Linked DNA regions of Sus scrofa: region 1 is linked to region 2. A link is a contact called in public Hi-C data. All regions are on one chromosome and are shown on one strand. The core of a region is the stretch at or near the end of the contact, and the rest is flanking DNA. Distances in the headings are between cores, read along the strand shown. Region 1 overlaps RAD51B (DNA repair protein RAD51 homolog 2). Region 2 overlaps RAD51B (DNA repair protein RAD51 homolog 2).

Region 1 (5,683 bases), core at 2,624-5,123, 160 kb before region 2:
AAGAACCATGTCTTTTCTCCCTTTCTCCTCCCACTTCTGCACCTGGCTAAAATTATTCTGTGTGCATGAAAGTGATACTTGTAATATTACCTGTTGGTTATTAAGTAGTTGGCAAGTTTCCCAAAGGACAGGTAAGAAAACCAAATGGGGTTCTTCTGTGAGAAGGAAAGATTGGAACAGTAGTGTTGTGGCATCAGGCAACTTAGTGTTCCTACACTACGGCCACAGCAACACCAGATCTGAGGCAGGTCTGCGACCTACACCACAGCTCATGGCCGTGCCGGATCCTTAACCCACTGAGCAAGGCCAGTGATCGAACCCACATCTTCATGGACACTATTTGGGTTCATTTCCGCTGAGCCACAACAGGAACTCCTTGAAAGCTTTCTTGCTCTTGTGGTCTCATGGTATCTACTGTATGGGTGGATTGTAGTTTGTTTTAACCTAGGCCTCTACTAATGGACGTTTAGGTTCTTGCCAATCTTTTATTGTCATTAACAGTGATTAATACTGACTTCTGCTTATTTTTCACTTTCGAATTCATTTCCTGCTATTGTCGTGGTCTAGATCTTAGTACCAGAAACTGAGAGCTGTTTATTCTGACATATCTGGCGCTTGTGTAGAGACATCCAGGTAAATGTACACCCTGCTAAACTGTCTATCTAGTTGTAGTCTCTTTCCCCAGGGTACTCACCTGAGGTAAAATCTACTTTTGGAATCCCAACTCTGTAGTAGTGCTGGTCACAGCTCCTATTGCAAACTAGAAAGTTCCAACTACTGTTGTCTGATTTTGATTACTATGCCCTATTCCATGTTCCAGTTAGCGTGAACAGTCCTTATTTGGTAAGACTCATATAGCATTAATGAAAACTCTATCATTGATAAAGTAGGGTTAAGAAAATGGGACCATGTGGAGTTCCCATTGTGGCTTAGAGGATTAAGAAGCTGACATAGTGTCCATGAGGATGTGGGTTCGATCCCTAGCCTCAATCAGGGGTTAAGGATTCGGTGTTGCCACAAGCTGTGGAGTAGGTCACAGATGTGGCTCGGATCCTGCTCTGCTGTGGCTGTGGTGTAGGCTGGCAGCTAAAGCTCCAGTTCAACCCCTAGCCCAGGAATTTCCATATGCCGCAGACGAAGCTGTAAAAGGGGAAAAAGAAAAAAAGAAAAGTAAATGGGAGCCATCTAAGCTCTTAGAGGGAGATGAAAACAGAAAATTAGAGGAGTTTTACGTTTGATTTTGAGGTCTCTGTACATTATTTCAGCCTATATCAGATCATTCTGTTAAAGTCACAGCCTGGACATTTGATGATCAAAACTCTTAAGGTAGCAATCAGAGACAGTAATCAGACAGCCACTCGTTGAGCAGGTTTGTTGACCTATGATGGGTTACTTTAAATCTTGACGGCATCATATAAAGCACAAAAAATAAATTTTGTCACAGCAGGCTGTGGAGGTTTTAACATTTAACTGAACCACTTTTCCCCTAAATTTTTCACTCCGAGTCATAGTTGCTGGTCTCTTAGCTTACTCTGATTTTGTGCACACTTCTTAAAAATGTGCTATCTATGGAGTTTCGTCTTGGCTCAGCGGTTAATGAACCAGACTAGTATCCATGAGGATGCAGGTTTGATACCTGGCTCAGTGGGTTAAGGATCTGGCGTTGCCAGGAGCTGGGGTATAGGTCGCAGATGTGGCTCAGATCCTGCATTGCTGTGGCTGTGGTGCAGGCTGGTGGCTTCAGCTCTGATTGGACCCCTAGCCTGGGAGCCTCCATATGCCATGGGTATGGCCCTGAAAAGACAAAAAAAAAAAAAAGAAGAAAAATGTTAAATATCCCCAGATGAAAGGGGCAGTTGGCAGTTTGGGGGATCACTAGCCTAGTTGTACCACACAAGGTACAAAAAACAAAACAAAAAAATGTGGTATCCAGGAAAGATAGTTAATAGACATAAAGCTTTTAGAATTGTTACATATTGGCATTGACTTGATGATTGTTTGATCAAGATACAAATTGAGAATATTATTTATTTCTTATGGTAAAATATAGTTTCTTTTCATACAAGTAAAGCATTTTTATTTACGTTTTTTGGTTTTGTCTTTCCTTTCTAAGAGAAATATAAAGAATTCCACTTATTTATTTTTATCGTAGGAGTAGGAAGCACATCAAAAGTACAATAGATAATAAAACATACCTCCCGACTATGTTATGATTGGTTAAATAGCATGGAGGTAAGGAGAGGATGAGAGGGAGAAACACTCTTTTTGTCTCCCAAACCCCATGATAAAACATTGTGTGTGTGCATTTGCATGTTGGGATATTTTGTTATTGAATAAATCTTACTAGAACTTTTTATAAATTTTTTTTCTAAGAGCTGAAATGCTAAGCCATTACTTTAGCTCTACTTTTTTTTTTTTTTTTTTTTTTTTTTGCTTTTGCTTTTTCTTTTTAGGGTTGCACCCGCAGCATATGGAAGTTCCCAAGATAGGGGTCCAATCGGAGCTACAGCCGCTGTCCTGCACCACATCCACAGCAACGTGGGATCTGAGCCGTGTCTGCAACCTACACCACAGCTCACAGCAATGCCGGATCCTTAACCTACTGAGTAAGGCCAGGGATCGGACTGACATCCTCACGGATCCTAGTCAGGTTTGTTAACCACTGAGCTACGAAGGGAACTCCCTCTCCTTTTTTTTTTTTTTTTTTTTTTGAGAAGTCCATTAACTTTTCCTTTAGAAAGTGGAATGTGTCATATCTTATTTTACAGAGGAATAAATGAGTTTACTATCTTGTGACACCCTAATCTGGTGACATTTGGAAATAGCATTACTCTGGTAGTGTCTTGCTTTGGTAACTATAGACCTGGACACTATTGACACTTGAACTGGATAATTTCCTTGTTGTGAGGGCCTCTTCTGTACCCTGTAGAAGATTTAGCAGCATCTCTGGCTTCAGCCCACTAGATGCCAGTAGCAATCCCTCCAACCCCCTGGGGACAAAGTCATCCCTGATTGAGAACCACTACTGTAGACATACATGTTGATTCTACACAGCAGGTTTAAAAGTGGATCCCACACTGTCTTTAGCAGTCTGAGGTACTTCCCCAGTCTTTGCGATCTGGGGCAGCAAAGTAACACAAAGGCAAATATTTGGGGCAAAATATATTTTTTCCTAAGACTCACTCGATTTTGGGGAGATTTTCAAGAAACATTAAAGCTAGCCCTTGGGTTCTGAATTGCTTGATTGGTCAATTGATCAGTTCATTCACTCCAAAAAAAAAAATATTGAGCACCTGCTATATGCCACTCTCAGTGTTGGTGATATGTGTGTTGCTGTGTGGTTTTTGTCACTCTCTGTAGTGAATTGGTGGGTGGTAAGCCTGTAGGTAGACCAGTTAAGATGCTGTTAGGTGTAATATAGGTCAAGAATGATGGTTGCCTGGATTTGGATAGTAGCAGTGGGCTGATGAGAAGAGATTTTATAGAGAGATATTTAGGAGGTAAAAATACTATGATTTAGTGATTGATTGGAGAAAGGAAGGAATCAAAAATAATTGCAGGTTTCTGGTTTAATTAAAAGGGTGAAGAGTGTTGGTATTCACTAAGAAGAGAAATAGAGTGGGAAGAATGGACTTTTTTGGAGAGTGGGACTAGATATTGATTTCAACAACTTTTATACTTTCAGTTGAAGGTGCCTTTCTGAGACATCCAAGAGGATGAACTAGACAATGAATTTGAAAATTGTTTTATTCCTTGTGGTATCCTCCATTTTTTTAGATGGTGTTTACACTTCTAGGAATGGAGGCCAGTTTAGGCTAGATGTGTAGATTTGGTATTCTTCAGGGTGTAGTTGGTGTCATTGAAATTGAGGAAGCAGATGACATTGTGCAAGGAGAGGGCTTTTGGGGAGAAGCAACATTCTGGGAAGTGTGTCTGCTGACAGAACTAAAGAGGGGGAATTGGAGAAATGTGAGGAAAGTCAGGAATGTATGTATGGTTTATGGAAGCCAAGGGAAGAGAAAGAAGGAAGCTAAAAGAGGGAGTTTTGAATTCGGGTAAATGGTCAAGTAAGATCACTGGATTTCACAACTAAAAAGCATGGGTGACTTTCTGAGAACCTTTTTGGTAGGCTGGTGGTTGCAAGAGTTCAGTAAATTTGGTTAAAGAGTAGTTGGGAGTGAGCGGATGGAATCTGCATGTGCAAGTCATGCTTTGATGTATTTTGGCTGGTGATAGCATATGCAGGGAATCATGGACTAGCGGGGGACATATGGGCTTGAACATGTTTAAATGTTGATAGGAACGACACAGTGGAGATGCAGAGATAGACACAGGAGAAGAGAAAATGAGGATGGGAGCAACCTGAGATGGGATGGGTTCAGAGCACAGGGATACCCCTCAAACTGGAGCGATGTTATTAGTCATCGAGAAGGATCACTTTCTGCTGGGATTAGCTTCCAGTCTAAGGGGTCTTCTCAGGGAATTACGCTTCTGGGGCTTCCTGAGGTTCAGAATGGCAGAGGCATTAAGAGACTCTTGGCAAAGTCGATATCATTTCTGAATTCCCCAGTGGTTCATTTAATGTCTGGGTAGCAGGCATGTTTTAGAGTTGGACTCTGAACCTGTGGATTAGGTTAGGGCTTGGTGTCCAATTCTAGTCTAAATAAGTAAGTAGCACGTGCTCTGAACTTCTCTAAAGACTTAACCAGGTGTTGAAATACAATCTGGAGAGATCACCTATAGCCAGTCTACCTTAACCAGCAAATATGTCATTTGCATTATGATTCTCCATTTTTACTAATCTATGTGATGGATTGTTGATTGTAGCAAACTCTGGGTTCTTATAATATTAAGCTTAAAAAACTATAGAGTTCAAATGTCGAAGAGTTAATTATAGGTCATTTTCTTCTATGGTTTGATAGAGAGTGGGCTTTGGAGCCAGAAAAAAAGTGGATTCAAATACTAGCTCCATCATTGACTAAGCTTATATGGCCTTAGGAAGTCTTTTTACTCTATAACATCCTCATGATAATAATACTTGGTGATGTTTAACTTGCATGTGATTAATTAGAGGTCATGCACATATACCAGCACATTGTTGATATTAAATAGTTGATATTATTTCTATTTATTTAAAAATAATTTTTATGCTATTATAGGACCCTTAGTGAGAACAGTCTGAATTTGTTAGAATTCTAAGTCAAAATCAAGAATCTTATTTTTCCATAGGTCTAAGAAATTTAAAAAAAGGTTTTTTTTAAATTTTATTGGAATTGAGTTGACTTGCAATTTTTTTTTTTTTTTTTTTGCCTTTTCTAGGACCGTTCACATGGCATATGGAGGTTCCCAGGCTAGCGGTCCAATCTGGAGCTGTAGCCACCAACCTATGCCAGAGCCACAGCAACGTGGGATCTGAGCCCTGTCTGTGACCTACACCACAGCTCATGGCAACGCCGGATCCTTAACCCACTGAGCAAGGCTAGGGATCGAACCTGCCACCTCATGGTTCCTAGTCGAATTCGTTAACCACTGAGCCACAACAGGAACTCCCCTTGCAAAGTTGTATTAGGTTCACGTGTACAGCAAAGTGAATCAGTTATACATATAAATATATCTATTATTTTTTCCCGTATAGGTTATTACAAACTAGTGAGCAGATTTTCCTGTGCTATACAGTAGGTTC
Region 2 (5,932 bases), core at 104-2,603:
GTGTAGGCCGGCGGCTACAGCTCTGATTCGACCCCTAGCCTGGGAACCTCTATATACTGTGGGAGTGGCCCTAGAAATGGCAAAAACACCAAAAAAAAAAAACCTCTAGACTGACAATAAACTAGCATTACGATTAAAAGTCAGGTTTACTCTAGACCTAGCTGTGGCCTTTATACTCCCTCCCTCCCCCACTATGTCTCTTAGTTAAGATATGTGACCTGCTCTTAGAATGGCATGACCTCGGGCCAGGAGGACCTCTAAAGCTGAGGCTGAACCTGAAGGAGCTGATGTTGGATGCTGTTTGCTGACCATACTCCCCATGACTAGAGAGTGAGTCCTTCCTTAAAGAGGTCTTTGGACAGTGACTTTTAATATCTTCCAACTACTGATAATACTGTAGTGTGTACCTTATGTATTACTATTAATTTAAGATGTGGTCTTCCGAATTTATTTATATCTAAAAGCTGGAGCAATTTATACCAGCTCTTTTATTTTATTATAAATTTTATTGGAGTGTAGTTGACTGACAGTGTAGTATCAGCTTCAGGGGTACAGCAAAGTGCATCAGTTATATGTACACATATATCCATTCTTTTTTCACATATAGGTTATTACAGAATATTAAGTAGATTTCACTGTGCTATACAGTAGGTCCTTGTTATCTACTTTATCTGTAGTAGTGTTATACCATACATTTTATACTTTTTTCTTTCCAGAGCTGCACCCTTGACATGTGGAGGTTCCCAGGCTGGGGGTCAAATCGGAGCTATAGCTGCCAGCCTACACCACAGCCACAGCAACAGCAACATGGGGCCCAAGCCATATCTGGGACCTACACCCCAGCTCACAGCAATGCTGGATCCTTAACCCACTGAGCTAGGCCAGGGGTCCAACCTGCAATCCTCGTGGATACTAGTCAGGTTCAATAACCCCTGAGCCACGACGGGAACTCCCCTTACCAGAAATTTTAAAGCAAATCAGTACTTTTGCCTTCAAATCATTCATTGCTTTGGTTCACATATGATATTCAATGACTTTTTTCTTTCTTTCTCTCTCTCCCTCCCCCTTTCTTTCTTTTGACACAGTATCATAATTTTTGGAAGTGGACCAAAAACTTGCCTGGAATTAACATGCCCATTTTCTAGTTAGTGACATATCTTCAAGGTGATCACATTTTTTAACTTTTCCAAGTTCTGGTAAACTGAAGTTTCTTTTTTCTGTAAAGCATTGTTGACATTTTTTCCGATGATAAATTTCTGTACGTCATGCAAACCTTTAGGCAAAGAGCAGCTTCCTCAGATCATGTCACATTTCATACTTTTAAGGGTTCATCTTTGGGTTAGGTCATCTAGCTTGTGAGAAGTATTGAGCAACATCACCATTAAATGGTCACAGTCGGTGTTACTTTCTCTTTTTCTGAAGTCTAGAGCTTGCTGATTTTTTTTTTTTTTTTTTTTTTTTTGATCTGGTCATTTTCTTCTTTGGGGAATTTCGTTTCCCTTTGTTCACTTCTTTATAGCTCTGAAGTGAGCATGGTTTTTGGAGCCTTGGTTTTTATCGCTTTGCTTGCTGTATAGTAATTGACACACTAAACACATTCCAGGTCCCATGTTCCATTTACATATGGACACACACTACTTGATGACTCAAATAGTCGATAATGAATCCCCTTTATCCTGGGATAGCTTTGAGATTCTGGCTTACTGTGTTGGTCTGTTCTCCTTAAACATGGGACTGACAGCATCGGCTATTGGAAACAAATGACCTTTTATTTCTGCCGGCATTTCATCACCATGGGTGCATCCCAATCTAATTATATGTTGAGCTGCAATCAACAGAGGCTTCCTCTCATTTAATTTTCTGCTGACTTAATTTTTTCCCTGTTCGGAAACCTCCAGGATTCTTATATCAATTTCAGTTTCTTAAATAGGTTTCCTTTCATGATGGCCTGTTCCTAGTCTGTTACTTTGCTATTCAGTTACCCTGTCTGCCCATGTTATCTGTTTAAAAAACAAAAACAAAACGAAACCAAAAAAAAAAAAAAAACCCCAAAATGCTGATATGTTGGTGGGCTCTGCTCTGCCATCTAAAATGTTATGAGAAGAACTATTTGTGTTGTTAAAACATCATTGTGAGTTAGCCTAGTGGCCCATGCCTCTCAGTACATGAGATGCATTTGGCCTCAGAAAGGGAAAAAAAAAAAAAAATCTGAACCAGAATCCTCATTGAAGTCCTAATTTGGCTTCAGTAAGAATTCATCAAAAATATAGAAACCGCATTTCCTAGGAAATGGAGGCTTTTTCCTGTATTTGGGAGTGGTAAAGGCTACGCCCAAGAACTTGGAACAGACACAGCACTGGCAAACAAACAAAAGATCTGCAGGGCAGAACTTCCTTTTTATTCCCTGAGCTCTTTCCCATTGTCTCAGAGAAGATGGGGCAAAATACCCAGACAGAAGCTGCTTCAGTATTGTCTTTTATCGATAGCTGCTTGTGTGCAGTGATTCCTCTTGGCCCATGGTGTCTGCTGGACAGTTGGAGGCTTTTTGAAGGCATTGTATTGTTGGAGAATAATTAGGGTGAATGAAGCAGGGGGTAGGGGTTAACAACAATTCTTTGTTGCGAGCAATTGCTAGTCTTGGCATCAGTATTGGTAACAAGGCCAATCTACTGGAAGGGATCGAAACAAAAGATGGAAAGGTTGCGGTTGGTTTGTCTAATCCATCCTGCAAATCCACCCATGCATGGCCATTGTGTCCTGCGAGCTCTCTGGAAATGCCTTTGGTCACACTGCATTCCAAGCCACTGGGTGGGTGATCTCCAGGCAGTCTTGTACATGGATTTCCTAGAATGCTTCCCATGGCAAAAAAAAAGGGGGGGGGATGCACAGGTGTTGCCTTGGCAATTAATCGGCATACTTCATAAAGAAAATAATCTTCTAACATTTGGGTACATGAGTGACAGTGGTATGAAAGGCTCATGAGCATTCTCTTCAAAGGGGGTGTAAAAGGCTGTCCTAACACAAAAGAGCCGAGATGTGCGACTGATGAAAGGTGAAAACACCTAGGCAGAACCACGACCTCTGTCCTCCCTTTCTCCTCCCTCCTCTCTCGGCCAGTCAGGCCCTGTCTTGGTTGAAGGGGCCTTAATCCCACTTGTATTGTGATCTAGAGGAGCCCCAGCTGGGGGGCGGGAGGGGGGAGTCCCAGCAAACTGGGGTGGCTAAAAATGTAATGCTTCCAAGAAAGTGGTAATAACTGAAAAGCTTTACAAACTGGTGACCGCTCTCCCCTCAACCACTGGGGGAATGGGAGCTGCCGCTAAGTTCTATGTCCCGCAGGCATCCAGCTCTGACTGATCAGATAGCTGATGCATGAATGATAACACATGGCAGAGGGCCTTCCCTGGGGGACCTAGGTTCCTCCTTGGAGCCCACAGTTCCAATTTTATAGCATTAGTGTGTTTTCCTGGTGTGCGACGCTTCTTACGTCCTTCTCCCAAATCAGCTCTCTGACAAGCGCTCCCAAGCACGGAGGGGTTGTGCCGCCAATACAGCCTCAGTTGTACCGCAGAAGCCACCCCCACGTATCTCTTCCTGTTGCTTAGCAAAAAGGACAGAGACACAGAGGGAGCCTGGAAGTGGACACAGGCATCACGCCAGGGAGATTTCTGACCTTGAGCTTCATTCCCCAGACGGTGAATTCCTGCTCTCACCTATGAATAGGGCTTTCATCACACAGTCTGACTTGGACCAATGATGCATTAGCTTGGACATCTCAAACCAGTCACGTGCAAGATCCATCTGAAACTCTGTGCAGTGGGGCAGCGATGTTCACCTACATGCTACTTGGAGGAATGGGTCTACTCGCCTGCGTCTGTGTCCGTGAGGAGTGGTGGTTTGTCAGGGAGTGTGTGTGTGTGTATGTGTGTCGGGGGGTGGGGTGGGGGTGTCTGGGTGTTAAGGAGAGGGGACAACCGTGTGCTTATTTTCGGTTTGTCAGCTGCTCTGGAAAACTGCCAAAGTGAATGAGCTACACCAAGCCTTCGGGGTTGTGATAAGCCCACAAGAGCCAGCCTAGGCCCCTCCTTTTCAAAGGCTCTGTGGAATTCAGACGTAACATTTCACATGTATTTGGTTTGGGGGGCAAATGTGAAATCCTTGAACTTTGCCCAGGAAATCGTTCAGCTCCCCGGAACACACAGTGGGTCGTCACTCTGGACAGACGCGTGTCTTGAGGGAGCGAAAAGAATCCAGCCCCTTTCCGTTTAGCCTGCTGGCTCTTGTTTGGCCAGCAGAGAAAGATTGATGAGAAGCCTGATTCGATCTGTCTCCATGGCCTCCAGCAGATTATTGGAAAGGTCTGAAAAAATCCTTTTGATACAGGGGGTAGAAGTTCCAGTCGGTGGGGGAAGGGAGAGGACTAAATCTTCCTGGCCCAAATGTGCGCGGGTGTATATAAACATAGCCACCGGGGAGACTGAGCAACGCTGAGCGTTTTTACAACACTAGGCACCCACCTAAGCGGGAGGGAATCTGGGACATTTAAAATGAGGTGCTGCCGTATGAGAAAGAAGAGCCTGGCAACCCAGCGTGGTTGTGATATTTGAAAAATCAATGGCTGGGTTTTTCTAGGCGGGAGTTCTACCCTTTATTGGCAGGTCTCGCACCACGTCTGAGCCCTCTGCCCTGTGACTCCGGTCTGACGTTCACATCATGAAAACTCCAGGCTGTTTTCACTGTCCTCCCTGGTAATGTTGACCTTGGTGAGGAGAGAGGAAATCTGGACAAATAGAACTCTTTTCTTGGCCTTGTTAAAAATATTACTAAAAAGAGCAAAGGGTGTTTTCGGAGCTAAATGGAAGCAAAGTCTTTCTTTGGAACTTTGAAAGCCCAGGTAGGTGGCTGGGTAAGCATTTTCTTGCAGTCTGTTTGTTTTGGCCTGCAGTGGTTTTCTGAGCAGCTGTAAGAGATCCCGATAGAAGGCGCAAACACACCCATTCCACAGCGGCCGTCTCTCCCAAGGCTGTCCTTTGTATCCGGAGACTGAAAAACTCGTAAGCCTTTGAGGACTTTTCTGAAGATCCCATGGTAGCTGGTCTACCCTGAGCTTTGAATTTTCTTGGAGTTTTACATTCAAAAGTGGAAGATCAGCTTTTCATCACGGAGCTGGAAGGAGTGGTTTAGTTTCTGCACATTTGGAAACTGAAATTGAGAACCTTAAGCCATTTGCCTGAAGTTTACACAGTTTAGTCAGGACGGGAACAGAAATGAAAAACTCTGAAGTTTCCTGGTTTATTAGCACAACGAAAGCTCTGCCCACAAGAAGGAAAGTTCAGTTCAGATTCTCTCTAACTTTAAGAACCTGGATGAATGTATCAATTTTAGTTGAGAAACGGCTCATCAGGATAACCTTATCATTCTCAAGGGAACATAATTTTAAGGGGATACCTTTGGAATAACTTGATTTTCAACCATAATGCTCATTCTTCATGAGTCTCATGGGGCAGGGGTGTGTGTGTGTGTGAAGATTTTCCTTGCATGAAATATTTGAACATTTTCGTATTTAATACTCCTTTTAACCATAAATGCACTTACTTGAGAATAAGACAAGCACTGTAGGGCAAGTCAGTCACTCAAGCCCTTTGCAGGGACGGCCGCATACATGTAAGTGAGGCCATAAACCAAAGAAGGGGATAACAGAGTGGGGACACGGTCTCCATGGTGCTTAATAGTTGACACAGTGCCTTCACACGTGTTACCAAACTGATCCCCAGCACGGTTTTGCAGAAGTGGGAAGAACAGGGATAAGGACTGCCAGAAAACAAAACCAAAGCTCCGTGATCCTGGGTGACTTACCCAGCACAGCCTGGTGCCGAACTGGGACTCAACCCCAGGCTTTCGCTCCAAGCGCACCACTCATCTCAGTACCTCC

What was found. Hi-C and Micro-C count contacts between places; a contact is called where the count stands out from the background.
Region 1: a Hi-C map of alveolar macrophages shows a contact between it and region 2, with 2.4 times the contacts expected there. The contact joins two enhancer-like sites. A contact is called at or near these places in 15 of 47 Hi-C or Micro-C datasets (alveolar macrophages, brain, embryonic fibroblasts and 9 more) and 1 of 2 datasets of contacts at active chromatin or transcription factors (skeletal muscle).

The regions. Positions count from the first base shown.
Region 1 is chr7:91,796,863-91,802,545 of Sscrofa11.1, forward strand. All of the region lies in intron 8 of RAD51B (DNA repair protein RAD51 homolog 2), which reads left to right. Among named protein-coding and RNA genes, the nearest start is that of RAD51B, 210 kb to the left of the region's middle. Within about 2 kb of position 3,874, at least 1 of the 83 cell types and tissues checked has an H3K27ac peak or open chromatin away from gene starts, as enhancers often do. A contact at or near this core is called in alveolar macrophages, where this site is marked.
Region 2 is chr7:91,954,783-91,960,714 of Sscrofa11.1, forward strand. All of the region lies in intron 8 of RAD51B (DNA repair protein RAD51 homolog 2), which reads left to right. LOC110261690 (a long non-coding RNA gene) reads left to right here and starts at 4,901. Exons shown (of 2, transcript XR_002346148.1): 1 at 4,901-5,932. Within about 2 kb of position 1,354, at least 7 of the 83 cell types and tissues checked have an H3K27ac peak or open chromatin away from gene starts, as enhancers often do. A contact at or near this core is called in alveolar macrophages, where this site is marked.